2 separate regions of the Mus musculus genome follow, and region 1 is linked to region 2. Evidence: chromatin contacts called from public promoter capture Hi-C data. All regions are on one chromosome and are shown on one strand. The core of a region is the stretch at or near the end of the contact, and the rest is flanking DNA. Distances in the headings are between cores, read along the strand shown. Region 1 holds the start of Tsc22d2 (TSC22 domain family, member 2). Region 2 overlaps Gm40056 (a long non-coding RNA gene).

Region 1 (3,544 bases), core at 823-3,322, 270 kb after region 2:
AAGAAAACAGTTAAACACATACACACATTTCACGAAACATCTAAATATTCAAACTTTATAATCCTAAAATGTCTTGTTAACATTTTCTACTCCCTTTGTAGCAGAAATGTTGTTCCCATTTCTTCAAATTAGTTTTATGTTTACTTTCATGTCATGGTAGATTCCACCTGTTGTTAGAATGAACACTTACAGCCGGGCGTGGTGGCGCACGCCTTTAATCCCAGCACTTGGGAGGCAGAGGCAGGTGGATCTCTGAGTTCGAGGCCTGCCTGGTCTACAAAGTGAGTTCCAGGACAGCCAGGGCTATACAGAGAAACCCTGTCCCGAAAAAACAAAAAAAAAAAAAAAAAAACCAAAAAGAATGAACACTTACAGATTACTCTTCCCCCTTTAACGTGTGGCTGAAGAATACCACCCTAATAATCAGAAAAGGAAATTTAATAAGATAATGTAATGTCACGATCAAGCATGTGGTTTTTATTTTTCTGAAACTCCTATGGTCAACAATACCCACTGATAATTAATTTTAACATCAGCATTAAAATAATCTCTTATAAATTCACATTGGATTAACAAGCCAATTATTTCTACGTACTGTCTTGAGAAATTACTGAAATTATAGATTTAGAAATGAAGCATTCCCTCAGCTATCTCGGCCACAATAACACCAGCATGTAACACTTATTTTCTTTTTTCTTCTGCCCCCCTCAAGAAGCAGGGATGTTACTGTGAGGTATTGGTTTATATACTGACCTCTGTCACTTGGGTTTGAAGGACAGTTTCTATTGAGTTTAAAATATCTATCTCCATACATTACAGCTAAATACCTAGAAAGTGTTGTGTAAATTTTAATTTTCAATCCGTTTTTGGATCAAAGAGTTCTTTAAAGATTAGAGAACTGAGTAAACTACTTTAAACGAGTCAGCCTGATATGATCTCTAAAAGCTGCAACAAATCTGACATCTTAATTTCCAGCAAAACTTCTCAGATTTTAGCTAACTTAGAGTTGTTTTCATGTGTCAAGAGTTCAAGAGTGGTCGGTGTTTAAAATAACATCCTCACTCTCCCAATGTGGAGACACTTGCCAGCACTTGGGAGGCAGAGGCAGGAAGCTCACTACAAGTTCAAGGCCACTTTGGTTTAAGTAAGTAGCCTGGGCTACAAGAGGTCTCATAACAACAAGACTCGATTTTGATTGGGAAGTAGCTACAAGATGGAAAAATTCAGTGGCACTTTCAGAGCTGCTGTCTGACTTAGTAGTGGAAGAAAAAGGTATTCTCTTACTGTGCATGATCCAAAGCAAACCAAAGAACAACATGGCTCTAACAGGAGCCTTAGAACAATCAAAAGAGCTACACTTATTTAACACTGTAGGCTTTTCAACGTTGGAACCTATAAGCAGATTTCATGTTCAACGTCTCGAAAGTTTAAATGAACTCTTCCAGCCTTGAACCACAACAAGTGAAAATTTGGAATATGTTATTAACTCCTAATCTTTTTCGAAACCGACTTTACTTTGGGCAAGTAACCATCCCTGTCGCCGCCGCTTTTTATAGACAGAATTTCTGTCTGAAAGATCATCTTTCTAACTCAGTCTGGCTTGATGTTCTGTGTTAGTCACCCTCGTTTCTCTTAAATCTCACTTCTCCCACTATCCTAGTTAACATATATTTTCAGGACTTTTAACCCGGTTCGCTTTCTCCAGCTATGCACCTCTTCGGCAGCTGGATCGCCCTACTTTTTTCCCCTATCGCCCAGGTTCCTCTAAGACTATGCTAAACATTAGACCGAGCACATGACCTCCAGTCATCCAGGATCGCCACACGCCGGCCCTAAACCATGCGATGCCCCAGGCTTACAAATTAAAACCGTCTTCTGGCTTTTCCTCTCCTAGTGAACCTGCAGTGTGGAAATTTAAATTTAAAAATTTTTTAAATAAAAGAACCCGCTCCCTTTTCTCTACCCCCTTGGCCCCGCCCACGAACCCCCCTCAAGCCTCCACGCGAAGCCGCAGGAAACCGGAGGGGGCGGGGCGGTGACGTCACGACGCCGGCGCGTCACGGAACGGCGGCGGCTGCGGCGCTGGCGGTGGCTGCGGCAGCGGCGGCATTTTAGTCTGCGGCGGCAGCGGCTGCGGGGCTGCTGCTCCTCCCAGCATCCCTGGCGCGGCCATTTCAGCCCCATCTTGGCCGAGTGGAGGGAGCTGCAGCCGCTGCTTCAGCAGTTTGAATTTCTGTTTTGTTTTGTTTTGTTTTTTCCCTCCGGAGTCTCCGAGCCGGCCGCGCCGCGGAGAAGCGGAAGGCGCCGCCACCGGTTCCCCTCACGCCGCCGAGCACCTCCGCTCGCTTGCCGTTCCTTCAGCCGCCGCCGCCGCCCCTCACGCGCCTCAGAGCCGCGAGGAGGCCGGGCCCGCCGCCGCCGCGGGTGGCTCCCTGAGGGAGGCCAGACTGCCGGCCTTCCCCGCCCCCGAGCGGGCTTCCGCCGCCACCGCCGGCATGGCCCCCGGACTGCGCTCGGGCTAGAGCCCGGGACGGAGGGCTGCCTCCCGCCGCGGACCTCCAGCCCCGTCCGTCAGGAAGCGCCGGTCCCGGCCTCGCCGCTCCGCCTTCTTCCTCCGCGTCGCCGCGCGGGAGCAGCCGCGGGACCCGGCCAGGAGAGCCCGAGCGGGGCAGAACCGCCCCTCACGCCGCCGCCGCCGCCTCCTGCGCCCTGCGCTCCACCCCCAGCCGGGCCTGCTGACCGCGCCGAGCGCCGGGCTGGACTGACCGCGGAGGCTGAGCTGTTGGAGCAGCCGGCCCGCCCCTGGACCACGCTCGGGCCGTCGCTGAGGAGTTGAATTGAGGCACCCCTGCCGCGGGAGGTGAGGAGGGAGGAGGAGGATGTCGCGCCGAGACGCCGGCGCCCAGAGCAGCCCGTGACTTGGCGGCGTGGGCCGTAGACCCAGGCGCGAACTCGGACTTTGTCTTTGGGGGCCCGTGCTCGGCCCTTCTCGGTTTCCGGTGGGGTCCCAGAGGAGCCTCTGCCCTCCAGCCTCTTCCACCATGTCCAAGATGCCGGCCAAGAAGAAGAGCTGCTTCCAGATCACCAGTGTCACCACGGCTCAGGTGGCCACCAGCATCACCGAGGACACCGAGAGCCTGGACGACCCGGACGAGTCGCGCACGGAGGACGTGTCCTCCGAGATCTTCGACGTTTCCCGGGCCACGGATTACGGCCCGGAGGAGGTGTGCGAGCGTAGCTCCTCGGAAGAGACGCTCAACAATGTCGGGGATGCGGAAACTCCCGGGACCGTGTCCCCGAACCTCATCCTGGATGGGCAGCTGGCAGCCGCTTCAGCTGCGCCCGCCAACGGAGGCGGCGGTGGCGTGTCGGCCCGGAGCGTGGCGGGGGCACTCGCCCAGACCCTGGCGGCGGCCGCCGCTTCGGTGTCCACTCCTGGGCCGAGTAGTGCAACTCCATCTCAGCCCCCTGCCACTTGTAGTTCGCGTTTCCGCGTGATCAAACTAGACCACGGGAGCGGGGAGCCGTACCGGCGCGGCCGATG
Region 2 (4,010 bases), core at 1,221-3,720:
AATGCGTATTCTTTTAGTGGAAAGTTACACTGGAAACCTTTCAGCGATGAACAGCAGTATGGAAGTGTAAGCCGAATAAACCCTTTCCTCCCCAACTTGCTTGGTCATGATGTTTGTGCAGGAATAGAAACCCTGACTAAGACAAATTGGTACCAGCATAGTGGGGTATTCTTGTGACAGCCTGACCATGTTTTGGGGAGGACTTTTCTTTAATAAGAGACCTAGTAGCTTTAACTAACTAATGAACTCATTAATGAGCTATCAAGGTGGTTGCAGCCTTGGGAGAAGGAGCTAGTAACCTGTTGTTCCCTAGCTGGTAAAGCAAAGCTTAGTTTAGCTATCAATATGATCAGAGACCTGAGAAGGATAAATTATAATTTAAATGTCCAATGTATCATTCAAAATGTCAGAGACTAGTGTATAGTCCATTGCCGAGGCAGCAGTCCCAGGCTCCTGTGGCATTGGAGTCAGAAGCATCAGTCGTTAGCCACCAGGTCCAGAAGATGAGAGGCTTTTCTGTGGAGAAGCACCATGGGAGGGACTAACCTTACTTTGCTAGGCAAAGTTTAAACATCTTAAATGCCGTATTCAGCAGATCTCTGACATGATTGAGAGCCAGGATCTATTAAGCACATCTGAGTTAAACAATCTGTGTCTGTCTTTAGTTACTTGCTTTATGAAAGCATACCACAGGTGGCTAAATAACATTAGTACTTAATATAACTAAAATATAGTTCTGAACACAAACATTTGGGGCACATATAAGGTGACAGACTATTAACCTCCACTTCTTAATTATCCTTAACAGTTTATAGTAAGTCCTATAAGAATATATATGTAACAGTTTATAGTAAAGTAAAATATAACAGTTTATAGTAAAGTCCTATAAGAATAGGACTTTACATTTCATCCCCGTTAGGGTTAGCCTTAAAAATAATGATTTCTAAATTGAAGTTCTTTTAGTATCAAAATAAAACTTTTAACTCATAAGCAGAGTATATAAAGAGACTGGAAACCCTCCTGATCCTCACATGGTGTGCCATTATAGAACATAACAATTTCCTGTGTGACTCAGTTTACCAAAATAGCTACAGCTTAACAATGCAAGCAAAAGCAAGGAAGTTCGACCTATGTGCTTAAATCAGTCTCTGTTAGCCTGAATAGATCTTAGGTAAGGAGAGAAGTTTTCTAGGCCAGTGGATCTCAACCATTTGGTGTTCCAACCCTTAACACAAGTTTTTGTGTTTGGGTGACCCCCAACCATAAAATTATTCTCCTTGTTATTTTACAACTGTACTTTTGACATTGTTATGAATGACGGTGCAAACATCCAACATGAAGGCAACCCTAAGCTACTCCTGTAAAAAAAAATAAATAAAGGGGGGTTATGATCCATAGGCTAAAAAACTGTTCCAAGTTCTTTGTCACACCTGTTCAGGTCATTGTCTTACTGTATCATAAGATAGGAATTCCTCAGTCTCTCATGTTTATCTGTAGCCCTAATTTTTAGCCTTTTACTTACCTACTTATTAAGATCATATATTAATAAAGACAATATAATAAAATATCTTATAAGCTTTAAAATGTCCCACAGCCTTATAAACTTAAATATATTTTTTAAAAAGCTGTTGTTATTTTAACATCCAGTTTTAAAACTCCAAAACTTTCTAAAATGACTTTTAAAAGTTTTCAACTATGTGTTCTTGTTCTTACAAAATCAAAATAAAGAACCTGTTTAAAGAGTGAAGACACAGAGCACAACCATAATTTTCAGAAGGCAAAGCCAAGCTCTAACAGTAAAAACAATTTAAAGTCTCTAAAATCAATGCCAAATGGGTTACTCTTATGTTACAAAGTTTGGCTTCCAGCAAGTTACATTCTTGTATATGAACACGCAGAGGTGCAACTTTAATAACTTATTAAACAGGCATTGTTTTACCTGGTTTTGTTTTGTTTTGTTTTGTTTTTGGACAGAAAGGAAGTATACAAAAACCTTATCCCAGCTTAAAAGCATCTCTGAGGATCTTGGCCAGCCAATACCACCATGGTTGCCCTTGGTCAAAATGGTGGTGAAGCTATGATGTCTGCCTTCTCCATCTCTATCAAAGATAACGACCAACCATGTATTGCTGCTCAAGGTGGCAGCAAGCTACCCAGAACAGAATGTCACATGGTCTCTTTAAGATCATCTAAGCAGAGGTTTTTAATTACCAACCCCAAGTTACAAGTTTTAAGTTAACTTTTTGTCACAGATTTTTAACCATACCTAATAACTAATAAGCCAATAATCTCTTTTGTTTCTAACCTCTGACATAGCCTTTTAAAGCATGCCGAGTCTGAAGAAGGGTGAGCCATACGTAACCCAATTCCAGAGCCAGATTCTCAAGAAAGTAGTGAGAATGCTAGGCTGATTCCATGACAGGCTACAAATGGGCAGTTAAGGAGACTAGGCCTAAATCTCTGTTCCCAAGAACTGAGCAATTCCAGGTCAGTCCAGAGTTGCCTCAGAAGCTGCCCTGTCACCCGGCCTGAGGCAAGGACAATAGGTTAGCAGCAGTTTCCAGACTTCCTCAGCTACTTCCTCAGTAACAGTTCCAGACCTCCCCAGCAAGTTTCCAGCCCCCACAACCCAGTAATGGAATGTCTGTAGAGATGGGCCCAACAGAATAACATAGAGGATAACTATCCCGGAATTCCCTAATGTGCTTTAAATCAGGCCTGACAGCTCACTTGGCTGTCTCTCTATTCTGGTAATGGGAGACTCCAGGATGCTGGACTTCTGCAGAATAAAACACTCTTTCATTTTACTATTTGAGTTCAGGGTATCATCTTCATCGAATCATGGGCCCTTAAAGTAGAACAGCACAAAACATCCTTTAAGCTCACACATTCAAACAAACACAATGGCTGGCTATAACAGTAGCAGCCAAGCTATAATCAAGACACATAAATAAACACAGTAAACTTATATATCCAAGGGAGAGACCAGTCAGAAGCAAGCATGCAGTGACCATGTTTTTTTAAACATCTTTTTAAAACTGAGCCTGATATAGTTCTGCCTCAGCTCCATGTCTCTTGCACATCGGAAATCACAGATCCATCCATATACACAAAATGAACAGACAAACTTTTCTTACCTGACCAAGCCAGCCCAGTCAGTCAACAGGGTCTCAACGGCAGGAGTGAGGACTGAAAAGAAAAAGACAATTAGACAAACATAACAGGACTCTAGCTAGTGCTGAGGCTGAAGAGGGTTAATTTTTTTCCCAGTCAGCTTTTACACTATTCTAAGTACTAGCAGAGAATAGGGTCAGTTCTTAGATCAAAGACAAAGTGATTAAACAAGGCAAAGAGCAAAGATCACACCAGGTAGTAATCAAACAAAGCAATAAGCAAAGTCCCCAAGTCACACATTCCTTGGTTTTGTTCACCTTGATCCTTGCATCAGCCCAAATGTGAATACTCTTATCTGATCCTAACTCTTCCTCCAGAGCCCAGTGACAAGGGCTTGCCAAATTTCTATAAGCAGCAAATCCCTTTTTTTTTAATTGGATATTTTCTTTATTTACATTTCAAATGTTTTCCCCTTTTCCTGTTTCCCCCTCCCAGAAACTCCCTGTCCTATACCCCTTCTCCATGCTTCTATGAGGGTGTCCCTCCACCTACCTTCCCACTCACACCTCCCCACCCTCAGTTCCCCTACACTGGGGCATCTATCAGGCCTTCATACGGCTAAGGACCTCTCCTCCCATTGATTCCTGACGAGGCCATCCTCTGCTACATATGCAGCTGGAGCCATGCTTAGTCCCTGCAAGCTCTGGGGGGTCTGGTTGGTTGATATTGTTGTTGTTCCTATGGGGTTGCAAACCCCTTCAGCTCCTTCAGTCCTTTCTCTAGCTCCTCCATTGGGGACTCCACGCTCAGTCTGATGGTTGGCTGTGAGCATCCGCCTCTGTATATGTCAGGCTCTGGCAGAGCCTTTCAGGAGACAGCTATATCAGGCTCCTGTC

Evidence for each region. Promoter capture Hi-C pulls out the DNA fragments that hold promoters and counts their contacts.
Region 1: a promoter capture Hi-C map of liver shows a contact between it and region 2. The contact joins the promoter of Tsc22d2 here to the enhancer-like site in region 2. A contact is called at or near these places in 15 of 39 promoter capture datasets (the 3T3-L1 cell line, 3T3-L1-derived adipocytes, the SN4741 cell line and 9 more), 1 of 15 datasets of contacts at CTCF or cohesin (the NIH/3T3 cell line), 10 of 484 Hi-C or Micro-C datasets (bone marrow-derived macrophages, cerebral cortex, embryonic fibroblasts and 7 more), 18 of 115 datasets of contacts at active chromatin or transcription factors (the NIH/3T3 cell line, SST interneurons, acute myeloid leukemia and 11 more) and 1 of 9 other capture datasets (pancreatic islet).

The regions. Positions count from the first base shown.
Region 1 is chr3:58,412,648-58,416,191 of GRCm38.p6, forward strand. It overlaps Tsc22d2 (TSC22 domain family, member 2), which reads left to right and starts at 2,073. Exons shown (of 4, transcript NM_001081229.2): 1 at 2,073-3,544. The coding sequence starts at 3,042.
Region 2 is chr3:58,143,636-58,147,645 of GRCm38.p6, forward strand. The region is part of intron 4 of Gm40056 (a long non-coding RNA gene); the gene reads left to right. It overlaps 1700007F19Rik (RIKEN cDNA 1700007F19 gene), which reads right to left. Exons shown (of 6, transcript NR_040538.1): 5 at 3,138-3,189. Among named protein-coding and RNA genes, the nearest start is that of 1700007F19Rik, 18 kb to the right of the region's middle. Within about 2 kb of position 2,471, at least 8 of the 459 cell types and tissues checked have an H3K27ac peak or open chromatin away from gene starts, as enhancers often do. A contact at or near this core is called in liver, where this site is marked.